2 separate regions of the Rattus norvegicus genome follow, and region 2 is linked to region 1. Evidence: chromatin contacts called from public Hi-C data. All regions are on one chromosome and are shown on one strand. Each heading gives the region's core, a stretch centred on a gene start, on an enhancer-like site or on the middle of the called end of the contact. The rest is flanking DNA. Distances are from core to core; before and after follow the strand shown.

Evidence for each region. A called contact is a pair of places that touch in the nucleus more often than the background predicts.
Region 2: a contact with region 1 is called in a Hi-C map of the A7r5 cell line, with 2.5 times the contacts expected there. The contact joins the promoter of C7h8orf76 here to the promoter of Zhx2 in region 1. A contact is called at or near these places in 6 of 12 Hi-C or Micro-C datasets (the A7r5 cell line, Schwann cells, frontal cortex and 3 more) and 1 of 1 datasets of contacts at active chromatin or transcription factors (oligodendrocytes).

The regions. Positions count from the first base shown.
Region 1 is chr7:91,112,260-91,119,347 of GRCr8, reverse strand. Zhx2 (zinc fingers and homeoboxes 2) reads right to left here and starts at 2,861. Exons shown (of 3, transcript NM_001271056.1): 1 at 2,793-2,861.
Region 2 is chr7:91,455,132-91,462,219 of GRCr8, reverse strand. It overlaps C7h8orf76 (similar to human chromosome 8 open reading frame 76), which reads left to right and starts at 2,936. Exons shown (of 6, transcript NM_001025007.1): 1 at 2,936-3,104; 2 at 5,184-5,279; 3 at 6,081-6,224. The coding sequence starts at 2,988.

The DNA of each region.
Region 1 (7,088 bases), core at 1,612-4,111:
GTGCTTCTTCGTCTGCAGAGAACGGGAGCCTCTATATCTCCTGGTTGTCATGAAGACAAAATAGTGTAATAATAAGCACTTAGGATAATGTCTGGTCTATAAAAGTGTTTAATGACTGTGGGCTCTTATTAGTATCCGGGACAGCGTAGTTGCTGCATGAACAAATGCATCAACCCTTAGTCGCCAAATAAACGAAGAAACAGATGAAATCCAGATGAATCAATCCCTGAGTGGAGACTAGGGCAGTAGCCATTGCTCTCAGTTCTGCCTGCACTTGACCCTGTGCTTTGTCACTGTAACAACCTCCTTGCATCAGAGATGGATGCTATGGTGTCCTCCATTACAAACTCTACATTTCGTCCCTGTGTGCTGGCCAAGCTTTCTTTGCCTCTGTGAGCCTTCCTCAACCAGAATCTGAAGATGAGGCTAATGGTTGGCTTGTGGGATAATGGTGGTGATTGCATGATAAAGCCTGCTAAACATCAGCAAGCCTAGATACTGTGACAGCAAGTACTGGAAACACTTACCAAACAACAACAACACTCCCCCCCCCCCCCAACTCAGTGTCATTAAAGGGACAACGTCCTCATAACCAACAAGGCCTGATGCACTGGGATGTGATCACCACTGGACAAATCAAGATCCTCTGGATCCTCTGTTTTCAACTTGGGACTCCGATGTTTTCAGTGTATTCACTCCCCCACCCCCATCATTAAATGATGAGTCACCGATTTATCCTAAAACGTTGGCCTTCTGGATTTTCCCCTCAAGTACATTATCTGCTAAGGTGGATCCTTAGATGACATCAAACGCTGCTAAAAAGTAAGGTACAAGTTCACAGAACAGTGGTGGAGTGGAGATTTTTGTTTTAAACAGTAACAATAGTTCCACAAACCACAGGCCTGATTATTCTCAGGGACACATTTTAAAAATCTTATTCTTAGATTTTTTCCCCCTGACCTTAAAAGAACAAGTGTAACCAGTTTTATGTAACTTTCACTTTAAACTTAAACCTTTATGTTGGTCCCACTGAACCACTGGACGGCCCCATTAGTCTATTTTTACTATCAAACAGGTCATTTAACAAGATATTTATTCCTCTTGGCCGCCATCCAAATGCGTTTTGACATTACTGCCCTGGGTCTGAACCGCTTAAACTGGAGGCCCTCAGAAACAGAAAATCACCTTTTGACTTAAGCCTCCATGAGCGCTCAGACTCTCACCCTCTGCACTTCCGTGGCATTAATTTCTGCTCTACTCTTGGAGCTGCCAGCATGAGAGAGTGTGTGTTTAAGAGGCTTGTTGTGGGAAGTCCAAGTGCTTTGGGGTCACAGGGAGGCATTCCTGTCCCCTAAGTCCTGCTTCAACACGGAGCTGGCCTGAGATTTGAGGAGCTGTTCACTTCCAGAAAGAATGAGATCTTCAGAGAGCAGCAAATGGAGAACTCTGGGCTTTAAAGAACTATGATGCCTGGGGCCCCAGCTGAGCAGTGACTCTGAAGAGGGAGGGGTGCTCCCTCCTCCTCCCCGCCCCCAACAAAAGGCCTTCGCGGAACAGAAGAACACAGAGACCCCACTGGCTTTGAAGCTAATCAATCAGGTGGAAGTCTGGGCAAATCACGACTTGGCTACCGCGACAGGTCTCCCCCACCCACCCTGTTGGGTAGGCTCTCCTCGTCCTCCTCCACCACCCCTGAGCTCAGCATAACTAGGGGGCCAAAAGGACGTTCCTGTGATGCTCCTGTTTTCCAACTTTCCGAGCTTCTTGGTCTTCATCGCCTCCTGCAAAGCAGCTAGGGAAAGGGCAAGTTTGCAAAGCTCAGGATCCCAAGTCCTGGGGGAAGCCACAAAGACGCTCCAACGCCAGCAATGCTTAACCTCTTGTGGGGCAGACTGAAAAACGCCACGGCCACTCAGGCGGGAGACCCGGGCTCAGGCTGGTCCCGGCAGGCCAGGGACATCAGGGCTCCCGGGGTCCGCGCGCCCCCCGCATCACCCTCCCCGCGCACCTGAGCGGGGCGTGGGCACAGCGCCGCGCTCAGGCCCTGCCCGCAGGTCCCTCGCCCGCCGCCCGCGCCGCGCGCCGGCCGCCTGCAGCCACCGGGAGCGACGCGAGGAGAGGCAGCCTCAACACGGCGTCATGCTTCCTGCCACCACATTACGGCGAATCGTCACCAGGAGAGGAGAGCAGAGGGGAGAGCGGGGGAGGGAGGGGAGCAGCCACACGGAGCCCCCAGGCTGCCGAAAAGCGCCGAGACGGGGCCACGTCCCGGTGGAGTCCCCGCGGGACCTGCCCGTTTCGCACAAAGCGCCGCAGTTTGGCCAAGAAGGCAGGAAGCCGGCCACAAAATAAATAAATAAAAAACAGAGTCGGGTCTACGTAACGCCCTGTCGAAAGCGGACGCCATATTTTTTTGTGGCTTATGTCGACATAGGGAAACGTAGACATGTTTTTCCTCCTCCTCCTCGGTCTGGCTTCCATTTATCCAAACTTGTAATCAAAACTATTTCATTAAAAAAAAAATCTCCGTCCCCCCTCCCTGAAACCGCGGATTTCCTCCCACCCGCAAAAAAAAAAAAAAAAAAAGAAAAAGAAAAAAAAAAAAAAAAAGCCTGCACACCCCCCTCCCGCGCAACCCCATCCCTAACCCGGCCAAGTCCCATTAACAACACATTTTCGGGAGCTGCGGCGGCGGTGGGAAAGTTGGGCTGGAGTGGCGGGCGCCTGGCGTGTCGGGCTCCGGGCTGGCGGTGCCCGCTGCGGGTGCTCCGCGCCGGGGCGAAGTTTCTTACCTGCGCCGGGGCTGCGAACGCGGGGACCCGGGCTGGGAACGCGGAGACGAGGCACGGGCGTTCCAAAATGGAACTCTGCTGGCTCCCCCCACCCACTCCCCACTCCCCACCCGGCGCCCGACTCGGGCTCCGTGGGAAAGAGGTGGTGGTGGGGGGGAAAAGCCAGTCTGGCAGACAGACAGATAGACAGAAAGACAGACAGAAAAAAGCCCCCGTAAGGAGAACGGTTGATTGAAAAATTTAAAAGAAAAAAAAAGAAAAGAAAAAGAAAAAAAAAAGAAAAGAAAAAAGAAAAAAAAAGGGGGAAAATGCCTCGATCAGTGGGGAATCTACGCCAAAACCCACATGATCTGTAACGTCAGCATGCGTATTTGCATACGATACCACCACCGGAGCTGCCACCCGGGCTCGGGTTCCGCAGAAAGTTACAAAGTGAAATTCAGGCCCCTCCGCAGACGCCGGCAAAATGTCATTTTTAGGAGGGAGCTGCTGGTGGGGGGAGGCTGCCCCTAAAGGCTCAGATGAGTGGCCAAGTGGGGGGTGTAGTAAATGAACTTAAAAGTCTGAGTCCAGTAACGGACTCATTGGAATTTTTTGCGGGAAGAGGTGGGGGAGGCGCAATCGAGATCCCTGAATCTTGAGCACGACCCGGCGCGCGGCCACGGCCAAACCCTCTCGGTGCAATACCCATTTTCTTTATGAAAAGTTCAAGGTGTCACTGATGAGCTCAACAAACTGTTGATCCTCACCACGTGGAGTGGCGGACCGTAAGACGGCAGGGCGCTAGGGCTTGCTCTGCGCCAGCTACACCCGGGACTCCAGGTCCTCCTGCAGTGCGTGGGGGCAGGACGCGGGTGGGGTCGTCACGCGCCTTGGGCTCTGCCTGCGTTTTCGCCCGCTTTCCGGCGCAAGGAAATAATAACATTCTTAAAACTTTTTTTCTTTTTTAAATCGAGATGCGTTTTACTCCCGGAATAGTAATGAGAGGGTTTGGGAATAGGGCGAGGAAGAAGGCGCCCCACTTACATAACCACTTGAAGTTAGATCACTTTTGTTGGGGATTTCCGCTTGCGTCTGAGCTCAGTCTGGTTAAAGATCTTCAAACTTTTTCCCTCCAAGCCCATAAACAAACAAAGACACCCTGGGGGTGACTTAAACTTATGTGGCCCGAGTTCGCAGGGATTCTCAGATTCGGAAAAATGCACACGCCTGCAGCGCGCACACAGGAGTCCCTCGGAAGCGAGACGGGTCATTTTCGGAGCTGGGACAGCCGCGTTCCCGGAGAGTGGGGTCTCCAAATGGGGCCTCCATCCGCTCGTGTGTGTGTGTGTGTGTGTGTGTGTGTGTGTGTGTGTGTGTGTGTGTGTGTGTGTGTGTGTTGTCTGCCCTTCCTCTGCAGCCTTGTGAACCGTGAAATAGAGACCCTGCTGCTGTGCTCCAGCGATCGCGCAAGGTTAAATAAAATGCTCTAAGGGAGCAACCGAGAAAAGATGACTGACCTAGCAACCTGCTTGCGTCGCGCATTCTTGCTCTCGGGGACCCTGTCACAGGCTCTGGGGCGCTTCGGAATTTGTTGGGTATGAGCGAGGTGGAGCCCACCGTGGACGAGAGGGGCTAACTCTGGGACCCAGATTTGACACTAGGAGTTACCGGAGAAAAGAGAGGGCATGGGGCTTGAATACTGTGGAGTTGCCTCCCACTCTGCGGATTAGCAGGCGCGTCGCGTCGGGGCTTCCCAGCCAGCTCTGCTCCGGGGAATTAGAACGAACTCTAGCGGCCGCTTGCGACTCCGCTCGGGGCGCCAGGACAGCAACAGGTGGCAGTGTGATGCGGGGTGGCTATTGGCGATGAACCAGTCTAGAGTGGAAGACTGGTTTGGGGGTGGGGTGCTGGTGCGTGATCACCGTTCTGGGGAGCATCTGCTGGCATTTTCATTTCGTATTAGTTTTTCTTTGTAAGATTAAATCAGCGCACATGCAAAAATTTCTTACTGGCCTCCCAGCTTTAGTTGGGTTATTTCTGACTGAGGGTGGAGGAGTTGCCCGCTCATCCCCCACCCCCATCCCCGTCTCTGTCGGTCTGTCTGTCTTTTTCTTCCTAGATACATTTAAAGGCCCCCCCCCCGCAAAAAAAAACGGATTCTGGCTGCTGACTGGCTTTATTGCTTCCTTTCTCACTAGGGAGACAAAATCCGATGGGGTTCTTAGGGTTCTTAACAGGATTCCATCGAGAGCTTTGTTGGTGACTATAATCCGGATCATGTCCTGTCTTTCTCAGGCTTACCTGATACCTAAGATCTAAGAGTCTTGTCAACTTCTATCCAACACCAGAATTTTGGGGATGTTTCTCTGAGCTGGGTGGTTTTTGTCAACTCTACACAAACTAGGGTCACCTGGGAAGAGGAGACCTCAATTGAAGAATTACCTACACCAGATTGGCCCGTGGGCATACCGATGGGGCGTTTTCTTGGCTGAGGTGTGGGCAGGAGCAGCCCACTGTAAGGTGCCACTGTGGGTCAGGTGCTCTTGGGCTGCATAAGAAAGCGAGCTGAGCAAGCCAGCCAGGAGTTTCCCTTATGCCCTCTGCTTCAGGTTTTGCTCCCAGGGTCATGTCTTCAGTTCCTGCCTTCTCTTCCCTTGATGATGGGCTTTACCTATAATCCCAACAGACCCTTTAACCCATGAAATTGCTTCTGGTCATAGCGTTTACCATCCCAACACCACTAGTAACCAGGACACCATACGTAAGGGTGTGCCAGAATAGTGAAAGGACAAAATAAGCAAGCAAAAAAAACTGTCACTAGCTCAACACTTTTCACCACCTATCTTGTTATGCCCTTCCAGGTCATCCTGCCAACACCCCCAGCCCTTTAAAATTAGGCACACTTTGCAGGCTGTAACCATGGAAATTGCCTAAACCTTAAAGCAGCAATTCCTATTTTGAGGCTCCACTTCCTCTTGATGAGCAATTACTTAGGAAGCTTCTCTGTAAGCGAGGCTTTCATTGCCACCTGCTTCCAGCTGGGTAACAGGTTGTATATAGATAGCATGGGAAAAGCCAGGGTGAGGGAAGCCAGTGACCCCAGAAGGATCTGTATCACAGAGATGGGAGGAGTGAGGGCTTCTGGGCTGTGATGTCTTTAAATGGTCCAAAATTGAATAGGCATTGGATTCTCAACGCTGAAACAAAAACAGCAAAAGGCGGCTGGAGAGGCAGCTTAGTGGTTAAGAGTGCACAGGGGATGGAGTTTAGTTCTTAGCACTCACACTGGGCAGTTCACAAACTGCCTGTAACTATACCAGAAACTATTATAGGAGATTTGCTCCCCTTGTTTGGCCTCCTTGTTTCTCTCTCTCTCTCTCTCTCTCTCTCTCTCTCTCTCTCTCTCTCTTTCTCTCTCTCTCCCTCTCTCTCTCTCTCTCTCTTCTCTCTCTCTCTCTCTCTCACACACACACACACACACTATATTTTGATCCTATTCATCCCTTGCCACAACCTCCATCACCTGCTGGTTCCCTTTCCATCTATCTATCTATCTATCTATCTATCTATCTATCTATCTATCTATCTATCATCTATCTATCTATCTATCTATCTATCATCTATCTATCTATCTATCTATCTATCTATCTATCTATGTATGCATCTATCTAATGTCTGTGTGCTCAGATGCATGTGCTGTGGCTCTCATGTAGTTCGGTGACAAGTGCCTTTATCCACTGAGCCATCTTGCCAGCTCCACCTTCTACTTTCATGTTCTTAAAAGAAAAAAATCTAGATTCTGTATATGAAAAAACACGAACTATCTACCTTTCTGACTCTGGCTCATTTCTCTTAACATGATTTCCTCCAGGTCTGTTTATTTTTCCTCCCAGAGAAAAACAAACAAACAAGAAAGCAAACAAACAAACAAAAACAAAACAATAGTTGTGAGACACCCTTTCTGCCAGACACTACAAAGTGATGTCACAACGTCATGCAGTGGGGGCATCTCCAGGGTCCCTGGACCTCATGCTGTTTGTAAGCTCTGTTGACAGTGTGTGCTCGACCCTCACTGCACAGATGAAGAGGCACAGAGGGCTGTAGTAACTTGCACAAGCAAGTGGAAGAAACTAGGCTTCATGAGTTCCTTAGAATCCAGAGGCAGAATTCATAATCCTACCCAACCCCACCTCAACAGGAGCAACCTCACTGCTTTTCAGGACTGTCTTCCTAACAGCAAACAGGACCTACTGTGTGGTAGGCATTGCTTATCAAATCCTTAGATTCCCTTTGCTTGCAATCACAATTTCCCCA
Region 2 (7,088 bases), core at 1,687-4,186, 340 kb before region 1:
AAGTGTCCTGGACATGGTGGTGTGTGAACCTAGAGCCATGGGAACCAGGTTAAGGGGAGGGGAGGTTAGCAAAGAATTCTGCCGAAAAAAAGAAAAAAAAAAGCAAAGAATTCTGGGACTCAGTCAGATAGATAAAAGACACGGGGGATATGGTGGCTTCCTGATAAGTGGTACTTGGTCAGGACAAGGGGGATTACAAGAGGAGGGAGAGGGGCTGGGGATTTAGCTCAGTGGTAGAGCGCTTACCTAGGAAGCTCAAGGCCCTGGGTTCGGTCCCCAGCTCCGAAAAGAAGAACCAAAAAAAAAAAAAAAAAAAAAGAGGAGGGAGAAACTGAGGGCAGACTGGCTAGGGAGCAGGGTTCATTTAAGGTCATGGGCTGCAGGGAGGGTAGGCTCATGGTCTCCCCTGGGGAGACACTTTCACAGGGAAACATTGGCTACATTGGCTCTACTGTCCCCAGATCACAGGCAGGACACCAATGTGCGAGCCATGGCTGGAAAGTACTCTGCTTACCTTTCTGGATGCCAGTCCTTTACAATCACCCATCCATTGAACAGGCATTGATTAAGCTGCTCTGGCCAAGGCCTATCTGGGAGCTAGGTTTACACGCCTGAAGAAGACAGTCTCTAACCTCCTTACCGCTGTCTACAGTGTGTGGGAATGTCACAATGGGGGAGCAGCAGCAAGAAATGTTGCCTGAGAAGGTGGCTGCTGCCTTGTGATGGGCAACTCAAATGGGCACCTCAATAAAAATTATGATTTTTATAGCTTTCGAGCTATAGAAACAGATTTTTAAAAATCGCAACCATTTAAAAATCACAACCACTCAGTTTGATAGTTGCAGAAATCCTTTTAACACAGTGGTTCTCAACCTGTGGGTAACAACCTTTGGCAAATCTGTATCTCCAAAAATATTTACATTACAGTTCATAACAGTAGCAAAATTATATTAATAATTTTATGATTGGGGTCGCCACAGCATGAGGAAATGTATTAAAGGGCTTCAGCATCAGGCAAGTGAGAACCACTGCCCTAATACCTGTAATTTCTACGCTTACAGAGTAAATTTAACTGTTTCAGTGTCTAAAGCCCTCTCACTTTATTGGTTTACGGTCTTGAGGCTTATTAAGTGAGGCTGTGCTTTGCCGCTCTGATTCCCAGGCCCTCAACTGCAATAGGGGATTTTTTTAAAGGTCCTAATTCTAACTACAGTTTGCTATCCATCATGCTTCCTGGGGTCCTAATAGCTACATTCTCACTTTCAGCTGGAGTTCTAGCACAGGAGGCAATGCTGTTAGACGCAAGCTGGGGACAAGCCTGGCTTGGTTGTTATGTAAGATTTAGGCTCAACTTTTCAAACGAAAGGGAAGCAATTATTACTCAATAATTTCTCTTTGTAGACAAATACGCCATGATTGTGGGAGTAAAGTAAGCAAGGAGGCTCTTTTGGCAAAAGGTTGGAAACGACCGAGCCCAGGAATCTTGAGTCCAAAGGGCAAAGAACGCCCACTTACCCACATGCAGCGCTAAAACAACCTGCTGCCATTTTAGCACATGCTCCAGCTCAGCTGTCAGGCAGGAGGCTAGAGCTAGCAGGCCTCAGAGCAGGAGGGAGGAAATTCGGGGACCAAATATCTTTCATAAAGAAAAAGCTAGAAGTCCTCCCCCTTGCCTGCCTTTGCTCTGCTCTTACTCTGCTCCCGGAGCTGATTTTGAATAGCCCCACGTTGCCCCCTTCACCTTGCAAGCTTCATGTGCCTTATTTTAATCAATACCCATCTCATATACTGGGTTGCACAGCTAGTGAACCAAGGATCACAAAGCCAGATGCGTGTGGCTCTCGCAGTCCTTCAGTACTGTGCTGTGCTGCTGCCTGCTAAGACAGAGCGTACTGGAATTAGGGCAAATATATTCCTTCTTAGGACATAATTTTTTCTTGGTGATAGCATGGATTTTTTATACTTTTCTATAATATCCTAATTTTTTCAATAAGTATTGCATTTCTGATGACAAAACAAAACCCCCAAATATTAAAAATGGACTTCCCCTGGGTGAATCCCACAACAGCTACTGCCTGGAGGCTCCCAGGCTGGTGTCTTCCAGTGAGGCTACTTAATCCACAGCTAGGTTCCACATTTTGTGAGTGAGTCATGAGCAGATAAATTTTGAAACGTGGGGAGGTGGTTTAGGTTGCCCTGTATGAATCGTAGAGTAGAAAATAGAGCAGAAGAAAAAACCCAAGAAACAACTGGTGGAAGAGGAGCAAGTGTGAGGAAAAATGAAAAGCTTAATTACCAGCTTCTAATTAGTGCTGTATAACAAAGCCAGTGTTTTGTCCATGACCTTTACTTTCTAGAGTTAAAACATTACTTGAAAAGTCTCAAAATTATTCTGCTAGTCTTGATTAAGCCTTTAAATTTCTACGTCTAGTTTTTTTTATAAATGCATAAATAGTTCTGGTCTCTTCTTCAGAGACTCTGGGCTTTTGAACAAGTTACCCCACTTCTTCAAGCACAATTTTATAAAACAGGAATAACTGTGCTCTTCTCGCAGTTATTATTGGGAAAGAAAATGAAGAAGTAAAATGCAAAATAAAATGGGGATGAGAATACTGTCAGTGGACTGGTACTTACGAAGTTAACCCCACAGACCCCGACTTTTCGAGGTATTCAGGGAAAAAGTACTCTATCCAGCTTCTGACACAGAGAAGTCAAAACCTTTGTTGGGAGGTTCAGGTGGCCCTGGAGTCAAGTAAGAATTTCTGATCCATCACGAAATCCAGTTTGCGCAGCCGCTGAAAGACTACCACTCCCAGAATGCAACGCTCCGGCAGACAACGCACCGCTTCCGTGTTGGTCGCGCGCCGGTGCCGCTCTAGACTCTACTTAGTCTCGGTGCCTGGCTGCCGTCGCGCGGTTTGGAGGCTGGGTGATGGGCGTCGCTCTAGGCATAGCCTCGTTTCGAGGCCCGGTTTCACGCTCGCGCGATGGAGACCGGATGCTGGGTGCTGGGCGGCGAATTTGAGGATTCGGTGTTCGAGCAGAAGCCGGAGCGCCAGCCTGAGCCGCCCTCCTCCTATGGCGCCAAGCTCTGCGAGCCGCAGGTGAGACGGCTGTCCTCTTGCCACTCCTCACCCGAACCGGCTGCAGCAAGGTCCGCCACTGTCACTTTCCAGCCGCCCTGCAGTCTGAGGCTAGCAAGCCACCTCACTCTTCGAGCCTCCGGTTGTCTCTCCTGCAGGCCGGCCGGGGCTAGTATAATAAACCCCGCCGCTGCCCCCAGCCCTGCAGAAGTCCACAGTAGCATCCTTGCAGGCCTGTTGGCTGCCTAGAAGAATAAAATGGTTTCAAGCTAATTTTGTTTCATCATTTCCTAGTTAGATAATGAAAACTGAATAGATGTTTATATGTTATTGTTAAGACGTTGGGATGGCTAGTTATGTGACTAGTTGGTTGCAGAGTGCCGAACCTAACGATGGCTCAGATACCTCGTCTTGAGTGACACGTGTTTGAAGAATAGAATAATTTTCCCTACTGTTATGGCTCAGAAGGAGAGATATTAACTTAGCAAGCGTGGGAAGAGCCTTGATACTCAGTGAAGTCTGTTTCTCAAAATACAGTCAGGCCATTACAATGTTAAATGGACTGAGTCCGCCGAATTTAGAGAGACTTTCTTCAGCCACAGCAGGTTTTATTGAAAAAAAGAGTAGGAGATGGTTCTTTGGGGCTGGAAACGGGCATGCAGAAAACTTTTCATCCTTTTTTTTGTATTCTTTCTTGATAGTTATATCTCAATCTCACTTTATGTCCAGCGGGTTTAAGTCAGAAGAGGGAAGCCTTCCTTCAGATCCTCCAAATCTTTGTCTGGGATGCACAGAAGCCTGCCTCCAGTTAAAATTTCCTGTGCTCTGTGTGCTCTGTGTGCTCTGTGTGCCTTTGTAGCATTCTCACAGTAGCACCATCGCCATGATCACAGACTCCTACATCTTGTGCATAGCATTGTCAGTCCCTCTTCACTCCCAATTGCTCTAAAAGAAAGCAGATATCGCCTCAGAGGCACTGGAACTGCATCAGGTGACTCTCATTTCCAGTAACTTCGCTGTGGTTGAAGACGGGTGCTTTTATTTTTGTTTAAACAAATTTGTTATTGACATGTTTTTACTTATGATCATTACAATTTTTTTTTAAAAAACACATTCATTTATGTGTGTGTGTTGGTAAGAGCCATGACACTGTGTCATGGGGACAAATTGCAGGTGTTGATTCTTTCCTTCCGCCACACGGGGCCCATAGAGCAAAGTCAGGTTGTCCAACTTAGTGACAGGTGCCTTTACCCACCGAGCCATCTCACTGACTAATTGTGATCATTTTAATAAAAGTGGTCCATCAGAGATGGTTCAGCAGGCAAAGTCACCTGCGGCAGAGTTTGATGACCTGTGTTCTGTCACCAGAACCGAAAGGGTAGAAGGAGAGAACCAACCAGCAGTTTATGGTCTGACTTCCACATGTGCACAGTAGCATGGATGTGCCTACATACATTGTATTTTTAAAAAAATTTTTTTTATTCTTTTTTTCGGAGCTGGGGACCGAACCCAGGGCCTTGCGCTTGCTAGGCAAGTGCTCTACCACTGAGCTAAATCCCCAACCCCTAAAATGTTTTTTTTAAAAATCTGGGCCATCGTTAAGGTTGTCCTTGGTGGCTGGGGCAGTGGCTCAGTGGGTGAAATGCTTGGTGCCCAGCATGAGGACCTGAGTTCAGACTCCTAGCACTCATGTAAAACCTGGGTAGCTGGGAGCTTGCAGGTAGCCGTTCTGGTAAGCTTCAGTTTCAGTGAGAGACCATGTCTTAGAAAACAAGATGGCGGCTGATAGAGACAGCTGGCGTTGATCTCTGGCCCTCACGTCACACAGGCACAGGCGCACACACATTTACTGCACATTCAAACATGTATCAATTAGTCTGATGTGACCACACGGGTCTGTAGTCTCAGCACTTGGAGGGTGTGCAATGAGACACTGTTTTAAAAAACAAAATGTAGCCATTCCGCTTTGCCTTGAGTCTCATCCTGATGACGTGTGTCCTTGACGTTTAGAAGGGTGCATCATGGGAAAGTGCCTTTGACCATGATGTGGAAGAGCATACCTTCACTCTCCACCGTAAATGCTATCTTCTTGATTTCTAGTGGTTTTATGAAGAGACGGAAAGTAGCAACGATATTGAAGTTCTCACTCTCAAGAAATTCAGAGGGGACCTGGCGTACAGACGACAGGAATACGAGGTGGGAGTCAACACGAGTCAGACGCTGCTGCTCTAGCTGGGCTCTTGTCACCAATAGCACATGTAGAGAGCAATGTGCGTCAGGTTAGCAGCGTGCTTTGTGGGATGGATCTAGTCTATGGTGGTGCCTATAGATAATCTTAGACTCCTAAGTCTAGGCCTTTTCTACAGGGTCCGTATTACATTTTGTTTTTTTTTCATAATTCCAACCAAAGCATGCTTTGAGGGTCCCTGTAGGTCTGCTTTCCTGGGTTTTGTATCCACTCACTTGTGAATCTCCAACATGTCACAGGAGCAGAATACCCCAACACATGCAAGAAAAGGGAAGGGTGAACAATTAGATGCCAGATTGTTTCATATACGTCATGTCACTTTTGGGTAAATATTAATAAGGTATATAGTTGGGCCTTAATCCCAACAGTTGGGAGGTGGAGGCAGAGCCAGGTGGTTCTCTGTGAGTTCAAGACCAGCCTAATTAATCTACATAGCACGCCCTATGCATGTGCACACACACGCCTCAAAGTCTCAGAAAAACCAGGACTCAAAGCCTGTTCTGTTTGCCTCTAGAATGTTCTAATACTGTGATACTTTCCATAGTTGGACTTTATAACCTGCCGCCATTCTGTCTCTACCTTTTAGAAAAATATCACAGTACTGGTTAAACAGTTAGGTCTCCCGTAGGTTAACGGAGGGGCCGGTTATACTACCACTTACTGCATAGGAAAATGTCATCTCTGTACTGGGTCCTTTCCTTTCCCCACCCCCTTCATGCCTTCCCTTCTTTCTTTTTAATAATTGCCAGAAAGCTCTGCAGGAGTACTCCAGTATCTCCAAACAGCTGCCATCTACCAATTTTGCCATGAAAAGGGATGTCCAAGAAGGCCAGGCTCGGTGTCTGGCTCACCTTGGGAGGCATGAGGAGGCCCTGGAGATAGCAGTGGACCTGGTGAGTGGCTCTGTTGCTTGTTCTCATACACTGTCCAGTACAAGGACAGGAAAACAAACCTTCCTGCTAGAAGCAGAATTGGTGGGCTGGGATTACAGAAAGAAACAATCAGCAGTGTAGTTACTGAAATGAAAGCATACAGCACTACGTGTGATTATTTTCTTGGAATAGTTTTCCTGTGCTAAGATGAGAATTATTGCCTAGAAATCTTATTTTCAGAAGTTTTACTTTTATGAGGGATATATACCCAGAGAGATAAGGATTGAGTGATTTTGTTCTAGATTTTTCAAAGATGTATTTTAATTTTTAATTATGTGTATATATGTGTGTGGGGCTAAGTGTGGGTATGGGCAGGTGCTAGGAGCGCAGAGTTACGGGATCTCCCTGGAGCTGTTGTGAGTTGCCCAGTGTGGGTGCTGGGAACCAGATCTGAGACCTCTGCAAGAGCAACAAATGCTGTTAATCACTGAATCATCTCTAGTCTCCATTGTTTTGTTATTGCAGTACTGGGAAAAATCCCTGAAACAGATTGAAATGGATTTTGATGTCCAAAGAGGGACATACTAACTATGCTCTCAAACCCTTGTTTATTAGCTTAGCATAGCTATCAACTTTAGATTATTATTCATATTATCAGAGTCATAGTCTAGAGGCCAGCATTCTGCTGCATGTCTGCAACTTTAGCAGAGGGAAGTCTGCTAGGAGCGTCACAAGTTCAAGGCCATCTGTCAAGGCTACATGATGTACGCACATACCCAGTTTTTCTTTTTCTTTAAAGCAGGAGTGGGGAGGGATTACAGTTGTGCAGCACCTGCGTCACACTTGACATGCACCTGCATTCCCAGTGGATTATAGACCACAGAA